Regions from separate parts of the Mus musculus genome. Here all the other regions are linked to region 3. Evidence: chromatin contacts called from public Hi-C and promoter capture Hi-C data. All regions are on one chromosome and are shown on one strand. The core of a region is the stretch at or near the end of the contact, and the rest is flanking DNA. Distances in the headings are between cores, read along the strand shown. Region 1 overlaps A230108P19Rik (RIKEN cDNA A230108P19 gene). Region 2 holds the start of Proser2 (proline and serine rich 2). Region 3 holds the start of Echdc3 (enoyl Coenzyme A hydratase domain containing 3).

Region 1 (3,468 bases), core at 12-2,511, 97 kb after region 3:
CCTTGGACTGATCCCCAACACTACATAGACTGAACATTTGGAAGGTAGAGACAAGATATTTAAGGCCATCCTCAACTACATTGCAAGTTCAAGGCTAGCCTGGGATAACATGAAGACCCTCTTAAAAACAACTCTAATGCCTCCCCAACTCCACCAAACACACACAGAGAGAGAGACATACAGACAGACAGAGACAGAGAGACAGAGACAGAGATTGAGAGAGAAAGGCTGTTGTATTAAAATGTTGACACTGTTGAATCTGGGTAAAGAATCTACACGAATTCTTTGTAGTTTTTCCCATGTAAATTTTCTATGTTAGAAGATATGTCAAGATAAATGTTTAAGGAGCGAAAAGAGAGGTTAATAATAATGAGCAAAATGTAATGATATACATGTATAGAAACATCATGATGAGCCCCACTATGTTGTATGCTAAATTTAAAAAGTTTAAGGAAATATCTTTTTAAATTAATTAATTAATTTTTTTTACTTATTTATCATTTTACATCCCACTCAGTGCCCCACTCCCAGTCCTCCTTTTGCATAATCCTTCCCCCATTCTTTCTTCCCCTTCTCCTCTGAGCAGGTGGCGGCCCCCTTGGTACACTATGTTCATAACAAGCACGAAGTCCTTTTAAGTGCTGAACTATCTTCAAGTCCCCTTAATGTCATTTTTTAAAGTTTCAGTGTCTATCAAGTATGTCCACAGGGACTTAAGATATTTTTGTCAATGTTGAGGTTTCAGTGCTAGGAAAAATTAATAATCAGTATGATAATTATATTAGAGATTATAAAAATCCTGTTGTATCAGTCAGGATAGGCTAAGTTCTGCTGTACTAACAAACAGTTGCCAAATTTTAGTGGCAAAAAAAGGATCTTTTTTTTTTTAAAGATTTATTTATTTATTATATGTAAGTACACTGTAGCTGTCTTCAGACATACCAGAAGTCAGATCTTGTTACAGATGGTTGTAAGCCACCATGTGGTTGCTGGGGTTTGAACTCAGGACCTTCAGAAGAGCCGTCAGGTGCTCTTACCTGCTGAGCCATCTCACCAGCCCTTTTTTTTTTTTTTTTTAATGTTATACTTTACACTAGTCACTGCAGGACAGTTGGGGTTTCTCACTCCGTAGTGTTTTCTAACTAATGCTGAGGGATCTGCCACCATCTGGAGCATGACCAGCTGTTGTAACACACAGAGAGTGCTCTGGGTAGTCTCACACCGCCATTCAGTGTTCTGCGTAAAAAATCACATAGGCCATGTTCTGTTTCCAACAAAGCAGATCAGATAACATCCCAACCCACAGTGGCTAGCAAGTGGTTCCCCTGTCTGTGAACAAGGAAGAAAGTCAAAAGTATTTGCAGAGCAGTTTCGACAACCACAGAAAACCCCAAGGGGAAATGAAACTCAGGTGACAAGTGTGAAGTCTCTATGCCCAGCACCTTGGCTTCCACCAGAATCTTCTCTTACACACGAGGAGGACAGTAACGTCAGCTTTGGGTGTGTATGAATGCAGAGGCACACACTTTTAATTTGAATCTTCTGCTTATTTAAAAGCAAATGTAGTTCATCTGGTTGATGACCAGATAAACCAAGCAGGTGACACATGCCTGAAATCCCAGCACTTGGTGGGGTGGACACAGGGGTCAGATATTTAAAGGTAATTTCAACTACATGGTGAGTTTAAGGCCAGAGTGGGATGTAAAAGGAAGCCTGTCATAAAAAATAAAAATACAGAACATAGTTTTTGAAGATGTCTTTTCAGATTAATATTCTTTTTAGACAAAGGACATCAACAATGGCAAGATAAAAATCACAGTAAAAACACAGGCTTCAACACTGCTGGGATAAATGTTATTTTTAACCTTCAGCATAGTTGTGTGTGTTTTATAAGCTGTCTTTAAAGACAGAGTTCTTGCATTATCTATAAAGGAATATATACATGAGAGGTTACCACTAGTCTTAGCTGTATCAATCCCTATTTTAAGTTGGTCTAGCAAGGCAAATTTTATTGCATTTCACAATCTTGATACAATAGCAATGAAAAGAGAGATTTTATGTAGATTTGTTTCTTTGCTCTAGATTCTGCGACAGTTGCAAAGGTTGATTTTGAGTGCTTCTTCTGAAAGGGTGTTTATGCTATTTCTTCAGAAATGGCTTGACATGAGTGTCACACATACATCTGAAATTAGCCACTCTTCAGCTGGATGGCATCGTCTCAGCTTATTGGCAGTAATGTCATATTGGAATCTATTGAAGAGAGTTGATGACAGCTATTTCTCCTTCTTCGCCAGCATACCTGCCACCAGAGCATACATGAAAATTAAATTGCTCTTACACAGCATGCTCAGATATGTATTATTGCCCCTCAGTACTTCTCCTTTTCTCCTCTGGATATTTACAAATTAATTATTTAAAAGGTTATCTTGGTATTTCCCAGGTAGCAAAGTTGAGCAGATGATATATAATTACCATGGCTGACTTCATTTTTCTTCCTTGAAAATGTTCCTTCCTCATCTTGGGCACCATGGGTCACCTTGAGAATGTCCCTTTCTCATCCTGGGCACCATGGGTCACCTTGAAAATGTCCCTTTCTCATCCTGGGCACCATAGGTCACCTTGAAAATGTTCCTTCCTCATCCTGGGTGCCATGGGTCACCTTGAAAATGTCCCTTCCTCATCTTGGGCACCATGGATCTCCCATAAATTCTACAGACAAATGACACATAATACACACAAGTGGTTCTCTTGAGTGTCTTCTTGCCAGGTGATAAATAAAAGAAAGCAAAACAAAACAAAACAAAACAAAACAAAAAACTTGTAATGTGTCACTAAACCTGGAAAGAACATATGGGGCAAGAGACACTTGTTCTGAGTCTTTATTAGAGACCAGTAGACTAGCTTATTATAATAAAGGGTTATCATACAAAGTTATTCAAGGCTTGCTCTGAATTTAATTGTTATTTACTTAGCCCACCAGTCATTTATTGACACCTTCCCATAGGATTTATTCTGAACCTCCAACTGGCCAGGTAAAAGACATGGTCATGCTGTTGACAGGGAGAAACACAACTTGAAACTTTATGTATTGGTAATTTTGTTATGATTAGAGTCTTTAACATTGAATTTATCCTCAACATTTTTTGTTTACGGTTGTTGCTGTTTTCTTGCTTGTTTTGGGACAGGGTTTCACTATGTAGACCAGGCTAGCCTTGAACTTGAGCACCTGCTTCAGCCTCCCAAATGCCGAGCTCTTGAGCCCTGGCTTACAGACATGCTAAGTTCTACCTCTTGTGTCTTCAATAGAACCTGGTTGAAGGTCAAAAGGGAAGGCAAGGGAGGGAAAGATTTTAAGTTACATAGTTATTAAATTTGGTATTAAAATTAAATATTACTCTGTGTATGTACAAAAGGACAACTTGCAGGTGTCAGTTCTTTCCATCTATTATGTGCCCAGAGGATCAAACT
Region 2 (3,928 bases), core at 223-2,722, 83 kb before region 3:
ATTAAAACAGGCCAATCCCTCTTCAACGAAGTGCCACGGGGCTCTTCAGTTTCAAAAAACACAGCCCATCTTTATAACTGCCACTTATTCTAATTTCAAATTTCTGTTTTCTGTGAGAGGAGAAAAATGCTTTTAAATTATCAGGATCCAAAATTTTCCAGTGAGAAGCTCACTGGAGTCACTGTTAAAAGGAACCAGTCACCGAGAAAAAGGCTATTACTGGTCTGGGCAAGAAAATACAGAAGATTCCATACATACGCTGTCAAGCCTGGCAAGAAAGATCGTAGCCCGACTTCCACCCTTCCCACCCAGCCCCAAGTAAATAGGGCATTTGTTTGTATTTCCACATTGGCCGCACCATTGGCCGCACCAACGAAAGTACCTCCTCCACCTAGGAAAACAATCTGGAACATTCAGGCATGGAATATGAGGGCAAAGTTTTAGTACACACTGGAGCACCTCACAGAAAATTATTTTTCCTAAGAGTCTGTCCTTCAAGCACTTCCCAGAGTTTACACTTAATACCTGGTTTGGTATTTCTAGATCGTTCTAGGACAAAGCTTCTTGTTGTTATCTATTAAAACTGGAGCCAGAGGGAATCTTCCCACAGCGGGACTCGAAAGTTTTACTCTTTAGGGGGACACACACACACAAACCCCTCTTCATTGTCTCCTTTGCACCAAATAGGTTCAGGCAGAGTTGTCCTGTGGTTAGGTGCCTAGAGGGGGTTAGTTACTTAAATTTAGAATCCGTAAAACAAAAGTTGAGAAACTTTCCGTCTCAGGGAAACGCTGCAGTTTATTTGACTGCCTTTTGTTAAGCCCTGTCTCATTAGCCACATATTCGGTCTTTCTAACCCTACCGTCCCAGGTCTCCCGGCAGACCCACACAAACATCCCCGCGCGATTCAGTTACCTGCGGGGAACCGGCGGGGGCATGGAAAACCTGCCGAAGGATTCGCTCAGGATACTGGTTTAACAGGTGGCTCTGGCCATCTCCGGGTTTCAGCCTCGCAAAGGACACGGTCCTCACGCGCAGTCCGCTCCAGGAAAGGTAAGGGACCAAAGACTCAACTCAGACAACACGCCACGAGCCACTCTCGCTCTCGGGAAAACCCCTAGGTGAAAAGCCACACGTCGCGATCCCCGAAGCCCCAGGATGGAGGCCAACCGGTGGCACTGACCTCGGCGACGACAGAGCCCCAGCTGCGCGCAAAGGGCTTCCCCAGTTACCAAGACCCGGACCGGGAGCCCTGGATGATCCCGACAGCTGCTGCCGCTCCCGGTGTCCCGCGCTTGGCCTGGCCTCGCTCAGTAGGGCGGAACTCACCGAGCCAAGTCCCCTCCGCGGGTCGCAGGTGTCCACGCCGACTGAGACCCTCGGGGCTCACGCCGTCCTCCGGCCAGCAAGTCGTGCACGCACGCACGCCGATCGTCCCGGGCTGCCTGGAGCGCGCTCCCCAGGGCGTCCAGCACCTCCCCGCCGCGCGCTCTCGGCGGCCGTGCGCGCTCCGCCGCCCAGCGCTCTGCACCTCTGCCGCGCGTTCCTGGCGGCCGGACTCCAGTCGGCCAGAGGTAGTCTGCGCGTCCCCGCGATACTTAAAGGGCCAGCGCCCAAAGCCCTTGGCTGTGCCTGTCAGGCCTTCTCGGTCTACTTGTGAGACTGAATTGAGCATGAGCAATCGTAATACCAATGTGCTTTTGAAGTCCTGAATAAGAAGGGACTTCTCCAGCAACTCCACCACTAACTTTGAGAGTTTCGTTGTTGTTGTTGTTGTTGTTTTAAAGTAGAATTTCATTATGTAGGATGGCTTCAAGTTCATGATCCTCCTGCCTCAGCCTCCTGACTTCTGAGATTACAGGCATCCAACAACAATATCCTGAAGAGATTATTTTCATTTAATAATAATGACTGTTATTTATGAAATACGTATACTTTCAAACAAGACACATAACATACATTATTTTGTTTAATTCATTTAGACAATGTTTGTGGGGTCGTGGGGTTAAGTCTTTCTTTGTTTTTGTTTTTTTGAAAAGGGATCTCATTATGTAGCCTTGGCTGGCCTGGAGCTCACTATGTAGACTAGGCTGGCCTCCAATTCAGAGAGAGCCAATGCAGGCTGAGATTAAAGGCGTGTGCCACCACGCCAAGCTCTATTCATGTTTAATGAACTTGTAAGCATTGTCCATATGTGAGTTACTTATGTGATGTTCCCATATGTGTGCACACTGAACAGGGTTTTTAGCAGAGTAAACATGGCCAGCTCCTTAAATATTTATCATTTGCTTGTCATGAAAAATGTCAAAATCCTTCTTGCTTTTTTTTGAGGATTTTGTTTCTTTTGGTTCATTCATTCATTCATTCATCCACTCATCCATTCCTTCATTCGTGTGTGTGTGTGTGTGAGAGAGAGAGAGAGAGAGAGAGAGAGAGAGAGATGCTTCAAAAAGTGAAGGTCAGCCGACAGCCTTCAGGAGCTGGTCCTCTCTTGCCCTCACGAGGGTCAGAGTTCAGGGCTCAGGGCAAGTGCCTCAATCCAATGAGCCATTTTCTTGGCCAGCCAGGTCCTTTGACTTCTTATGGTTATTTTACAGAGAGGGATTTTTGAGGTCGACGAGGCTGAAGAAAGGCCCCGGTTTTGATCCTGTTGATTGTTGGGATATCTTTACCACCGGGGGGAACATTTCTGAGTAGCTAATAGTAATAGCTCATTGTTGTGGCAGCCTTTCCCAACCGGGCAGAAGCTAATGTTCTCAGCGAGAAAGCCAGGGCCATGGATTTTATTCACTGTAATGCTTGGTGTGGCTCGAATGACAACCTGTACCCCCTAAATGTTTGCATTTTCCCCATTTAATGGAAAGCGAAGGAAGTGGCTGGCCACACAAATGACTGGGTTACAGGCAGCTGACAGGGCTGAGCCCAATTCCTCAGTCCTGAGATCATACCTTGGTCTTCCCCAGGAAGAAGAAGTACCTGATTAAAGGGAAGAAAACTTTTTCTCTAATAACACACTGGCCTCGCCTAACTCCCTGCATCTTTAATTAATGTTTACAAAGCACTTTAATCTACATGCTAGTTAATTAGGCAAGCATTATTATTTTTTTTATTTTTACACAGAAGGCTTCCCCATCCTTTCCCTATCACCTCCCCACCCCCATAATTCCAAGCACTAAGCTGGAGGCAGGCAAGGGTTCAAGCGCAGGGTCTCCAGCCTGCATAGGGTCCTCCAGCTCTCCCATCCACTGAGAGTCAATGTGAGCCTGTTCTATAAAAACAGAAGCAGTCCAGCCACACCTGCTTGTAGCTATAAGCAAAACCCTGCAACTGGAAGTAGGCCCTGCTGATCAGAACAGTAAACTGGTCACGTGGCTCCCCAGTGTGGTGCAGGGCGCAGTGAACACAGGAACTGGTCCAAGAGGAGCCATTTTCCAAAAACACTTCCGGTTGGCCAGGTCTTGGTCCACTAATTTCAGACATGACTCTGGTCACCGTTCACTGACATAAGAAGGTGTCCAGCTTGGGCTGGGAGGCAGAATTCACAGTCTTTATTCTCACTTTCTGTTTACTCTTGGCCTTGGACTTAACAGGCACTGGTCGGATAATGGCTGTGTCCCTAGGCTGGATGAATTTTGTTCGTCCTCCAAGCCCATCGAAGCATATTCTTACCACATCTGTGCTGCAACGGGATTCTGCTGTGGTCCTGTTGGGCTGTTTCTGACCCAGGACAGCATTCTAGATGAAGAGAGGTGTCTTAGTCAGGGTTTCTATTCCTGCACAAACATCATGACCAAGAAGCAAGTTGGGGAGGAAAGGGTTTATTCAGCTTACACTTCCATACTGCTGTTCATCACCAAGGAAGTCAGGACTGGAACTCAAGCAGGTCAGGAAGCAGGAGCTGATGCAGAGGCCATGGAGGGATGTTCTT
Region 3 (3,728 bases), core at 820-3,319:
ATTTCTACTGGACTGTAGAGGACTGGACTAGTCTCATAGGCCCACTCTGCCATGATGGCACATGAGGGGGAAACACCTTGGGAGGCAGAGGCGATCTCTTTCAGCCTCCTGGTTCACTACCTCCAGACAGTCATCTCTGAACTTAACTCTCATCTGTAAAGAGGGGTGACAGACATCTTGCAGGCCATTGTGTGACTCAGGGACAATGAGTGCAAGTGCCTGACACAGCTCTCATTTCATAGCTGGTCTTCACGGTAGGACGGCATTATTGCTCTGAGGCACAGTTTGAAACGGGAGACTTGAAGTGACCGAGTCACACAAGTCCCCCTGCTTACCATAGTACTGTTCTAATGCTTGGCTCAGGTAGAATATTAATACATGATTCCTATCATCTATAATCAACTGGTCTCATCACCCTTCTCTTCTGATTCCCGATTCATGTTTACTTCTGAAGGACTCAGTCTTCCATCTCTTGCCAGAATTTCTGAGCAGATATGAGCAGACTTTATTTGGTGGGGGAGGGGATGCAGCCCAGGCTAGTCTCGAACTTGCTATGTAGTCCTGGAGGGCTTTGAACTCAGGTTTGTCCTGCTTCAGCCTTCCGAGTGGTGTGATTACAAGCCTGTGCTACCACACCCAGCTTATGACTATAGTATTAGTATTAGAAGCTTCTCTTTAAAAATCATAAAGGGCCGGGCAATGGTGGCGCACGCCTTTAACCCCAGCACTTCAGAGGCAGGAGCAGGCAGATTTCTGAGTTCAAGGCTAGCCTGGTCTATAGAGAGAGTTCTAGGACAGCCAGGGCTACACAGAGAAACCCTGTCTCAAAAAAAAAAAAAAAATCAGAAAGGAAGGCTCTACATTTCAGAGCCCCCTAAGGCTCTCTTTGGGAGTGTTTCTATCTCTGTTGATGGCCAAGGAGTCCACAGGAAATGGGATTGCTCTTTAGTTACTGAGCCCCACCAATGCTTAGCCCCTGTGGTGGCCACCCATGGTTGTCTGTAGGGAGTTAGGGGACAGACAGAATATGGGCACCTTGGATGGGTATCCGCAGACCTGTGTGCTAAGCTCCTTAAAGGCTGTAGTAATAGAGAGGTCTGAGGGTGAAGGGGAGGTGTGGGGAGAGCCAAAGGCCAGAGGTTGGCTCTCCATTCTTTTGGAGGACCACATAAAAGTTTGGGTGAGGATTAAAAAGTGAAACATGATCTTCTAGGGTTAAGAAGAGCTATTTACTGGAGTAGGGGGCATATCACTTAAACAGCTCCACCTGTAGCTCTTAAACAAGGAAACGTAGCTCTTCACAGCCTTGTGCTGCCCAGGCCTGAAAAGGGTCTTCATTACATCCAGGTTGTGCACGGATTCAAACAAAACTTTAAGGCTTTTAGGTTTGTGGCACAAGGGGGCAGAGATCAGGGCATGTGCCCTGTATCCTTACTTATTGACCTCCCCCACCCTGCATTTCAGCATGCCCTTAACCCTGGAGCCTGCTGATTTTGTTTGTAAGGGCATGGATCTTTTGTGATAGGCTTTCTTGGAGGTCATGGCAACGGCTGTTGCGATAGATGTGTGCTCATGCCAGCAGAAATGTTCAGAAACGACTGGGCAACTGGGCACGGTAGCCGTGTTAGGGGGCCACCAGGAAGTTTTCACTTACAACCCTCACATGTGCCTCGTATTAGTGTGCACAGGGAAGGGACACCTGTAAACTCAGTATGCAAGGATTCCTCCACCAAAGATGTCATCTTTTCGAGATGAAATCGAAAAGAACAGTGACAAATAACTCAGGATTAGTGGCGGCAAGGCCTGTTGATCCCGAGTCCTGGCTCCCAACTCCAGGGAGAGCCCTGGCACTGCCTGCAGGCTGACCTGATTCCGTCCTGCTGTCGCGTGCTGGTGAGCCTTGGCTCTGACTCCGACCCCGCAGGTCCTGCTGACCCTGGGCTGCAGAAGCCGGCGGAGAGAGGGGCCCATGGGTTGCGCCTGAGCCAGCTGGGCCACTTCACCCCAAAGGCCCGAAGGCCTGCGACCACAGCCATTGCAGCCAAGAAAAGCAAGGTTGACTGTGCAAGCAGCCTAGGCCTCGGGTTTTTCCCTTTTAGACCTGGTCACTCAGAGCCCCGCCTTCAGGGCCCCACCCCCAAAGCCCTGCCCCGGTGTCCTTCTCCTGGAGCCACGCCCCCAAACCCGGGCTGCGAAACTAGTGGAGCGGGGCGGGTGGGGTGGAGGGGCTCGGGGCCCTGCCCTGGGTGTAGGTCACAGAATGAAACTCATTTGCCAGAGCCAGTGATTTGTTTGATTTAGTCAGGCTGTGAAGGAGTTTAAGGGAGGGGAGAACTGGGTTGGCTCGTTTCTTTGTGTAGCGACACCAGGAATGTGCCGGATGTTGTGAAATGAGTGTCATCCGGTGATGAGTGGCAGGAGCTATGTACCACATTGCTGCGCCCACGCCTCCCACAGGAAACTCTCCTATGCCTTGTGGGTGATCCTGGATCACAAGGAGTGTTTAGCCTACTATAACTTTGAATGTTTTGCATCTTCCCGTGCAGACGCGGGAGACCGGTATTTATAGCTTGGGCTTTCCACATTCGCCCAGGGGAAGCCTGGAATCCGTTTCAGGATCCCAGTGGCTAGATGAGAGGCATATCCTACAGTGAAAGGCTTTTAAGTAAATCCTTGCGGTGTGGTAATTCTTGCAAATGTGGGTATTTGTGGGAGACACAGAATAAATAATCTTAGCTCTTAAGATCTTGTTGCTTCTAGAGGGAGGTGCCATCCCAGGAGCCCGAACTCTTTCCCAATGGGTTCTGCAAGGATAACAGTATATACAAGATATACAGTATATACAATACATTCATTAAATCTCAGAAAGTAAAAAGATTTACAAGGGTGTCCTATAAGATGACCAACCTGCAAGGCATTGAAGGGGCATCAGGGATGCAGCCTCTGTGAGTCTTATGTGTGCTGCTGTGGGATTTTAATCCATGCAGCTGCCTTTGAGTCTTTTGTGCTCCTGCAAGTAGCTCCTCACCCCTACCTACAGAGGTAACCCCAGTAGACTTACCGGTTCCCTAAGCTAGCCTTGGGTAGAATCGTTTCTTTGCTCTGTGGATGTCATCCTAGAAAAAGTCACACAAGGGGCTTGTTTTTTCCTTTTGTTTTGAAACGGGGTTTCTCTATGTAGTCTTGGCTGTCCTGGAACTTGGGTAGCCTCAAACCCACAGAGATCCACTTGCCTCTGCCTCGTGAGTGCCGGGATTAAAAGCATATACCGTCACTGCCCACTGCGAAGCTGTCATCCTCAGCTTTATAACAGGACAAAACAGTGTATAAGGTGATATTTCAAAATATCATTGAAGACTCTCCCACTACCCTTCACCCCTCCATTTCCTTGACTGTTGTTCTATCTAAAAAGCTAGATTATTCTTTGTTTCTGTGAAGAAACCCAGAATCCAGAAGAATCCAGCTGGTTAGAGGGTTGCAATTCTTGACCTCTGGGTTTTTAAAGCTTGACTCGTAGGGATGGAAGGCTACAAAGCAAGCATAATAAATTAGACTTGCCTTGATAGAGCTGGCCTATGAGTTTTGAAATGATCTCCCTGACCTCGGTGGTGTGATGTGACCACTGAGTAGCAGGTAGCTGCAGGAGTTACCCTTCAGGTCGTGCGTGTTAAGAGTACCAGGCAGATGCTAAGGTTGGGTGCCAGAGGGGGAGGTCTGTGGGGGGCCAG

The links. Promoter capture Hi-C pulls out the DNA fragments that hold promoters and counts their contacts. A called contact is a pair of places that touch in the nucleus more often than the background predicts.
Region 1: a contact with region 3 is called in a Hi-C map of the CH12 cell line, with 3 times the contacts expected there. The contact joins the enhancer-like site here to the promoter of Echdc3 in region 3. A contact is called at or near these places in 5 of 39 promoter capture datasets (cranial neural crest, frontonasal cranial neural crest, hematopoietic stem and progenitor cells and 2 more), 2 of 15 datasets of contacts at CTCF or cohesin (large pre-B cells and pro-B cells), 41 of 484 Hi-C or Micro-C datasets (the AML12 cell line, B cells, the C2C12 cell line and 32 more), 6 of 115 datasets of contacts at active chromatin or transcription factors (VIP interneurons, bone marrow-derived dendritic cells, bone marrow-derived macrophages and 3 more) and 1 of 9 other capture datasets (pancreatic islet).
Region 2: a promoter capture Hi-C map of liver shows a contact between it and region 3, with 1.9 times the contacts expected there. The contact joins the promoter of Proser2 here to the promoter of Echdc3 in region 3. A contact is called at or near these places in 3 of 39 promoter capture datasets (liver and macrophages), 1 of 484 Hi-C or Micro-C datasets (liver) and 2 of 9 other capture datasets (adipose tissue and pancreatic islet).

Annotation. Positions count from the first base shown.
Region 1 is chr2:6,308,315-6,311,782 of GRCm38.p6, forward strand. All of the region lies in intron 4 of A230108P19Rik (RIKEN cDNA A230108P19 gene), which reads left to right. Among named protein-coding and RNA genes, the nearest start is that of Usp6nl, 13 kb to the right of the region's middle. Within about 2 kb of position 1,262, at least 49 of the 459 cell types and tissues checked have an H3K27ac peak or open chromatin away from gene starts, as enhancers often do. A contact at or near this core is called in B cells, the CH12 cell line, Th1 cells and 3 more, where this site is marked.
Region 2 is chr2:6,128,713-6,132,640 of GRCm38.p6, forward strand. It overlaps Proser2 (proline and serine rich 2), which reads right to left and starts at 1,473. Exons shown (of 4, transcript NM_144883.4): 1 at 1,330-1,473. It also overlaps the pseudogene Gm13384.
Region 3 is chr2:6,210,925-6,214,652 of GRCm38.p6, forward strand. Echdc3 (enoyl Coenzyme A hydratase domain containing 3) reads right to left here and starts at 2,070. Exons shown (of 5, transcript NM_024208.4): 1 at 1,867-2,070. The coding sequence starts at 2,036. The region is part of intron 1 of A230108P19Rik (RIKEN cDNA A230108P19 gene); the gene reads left to right.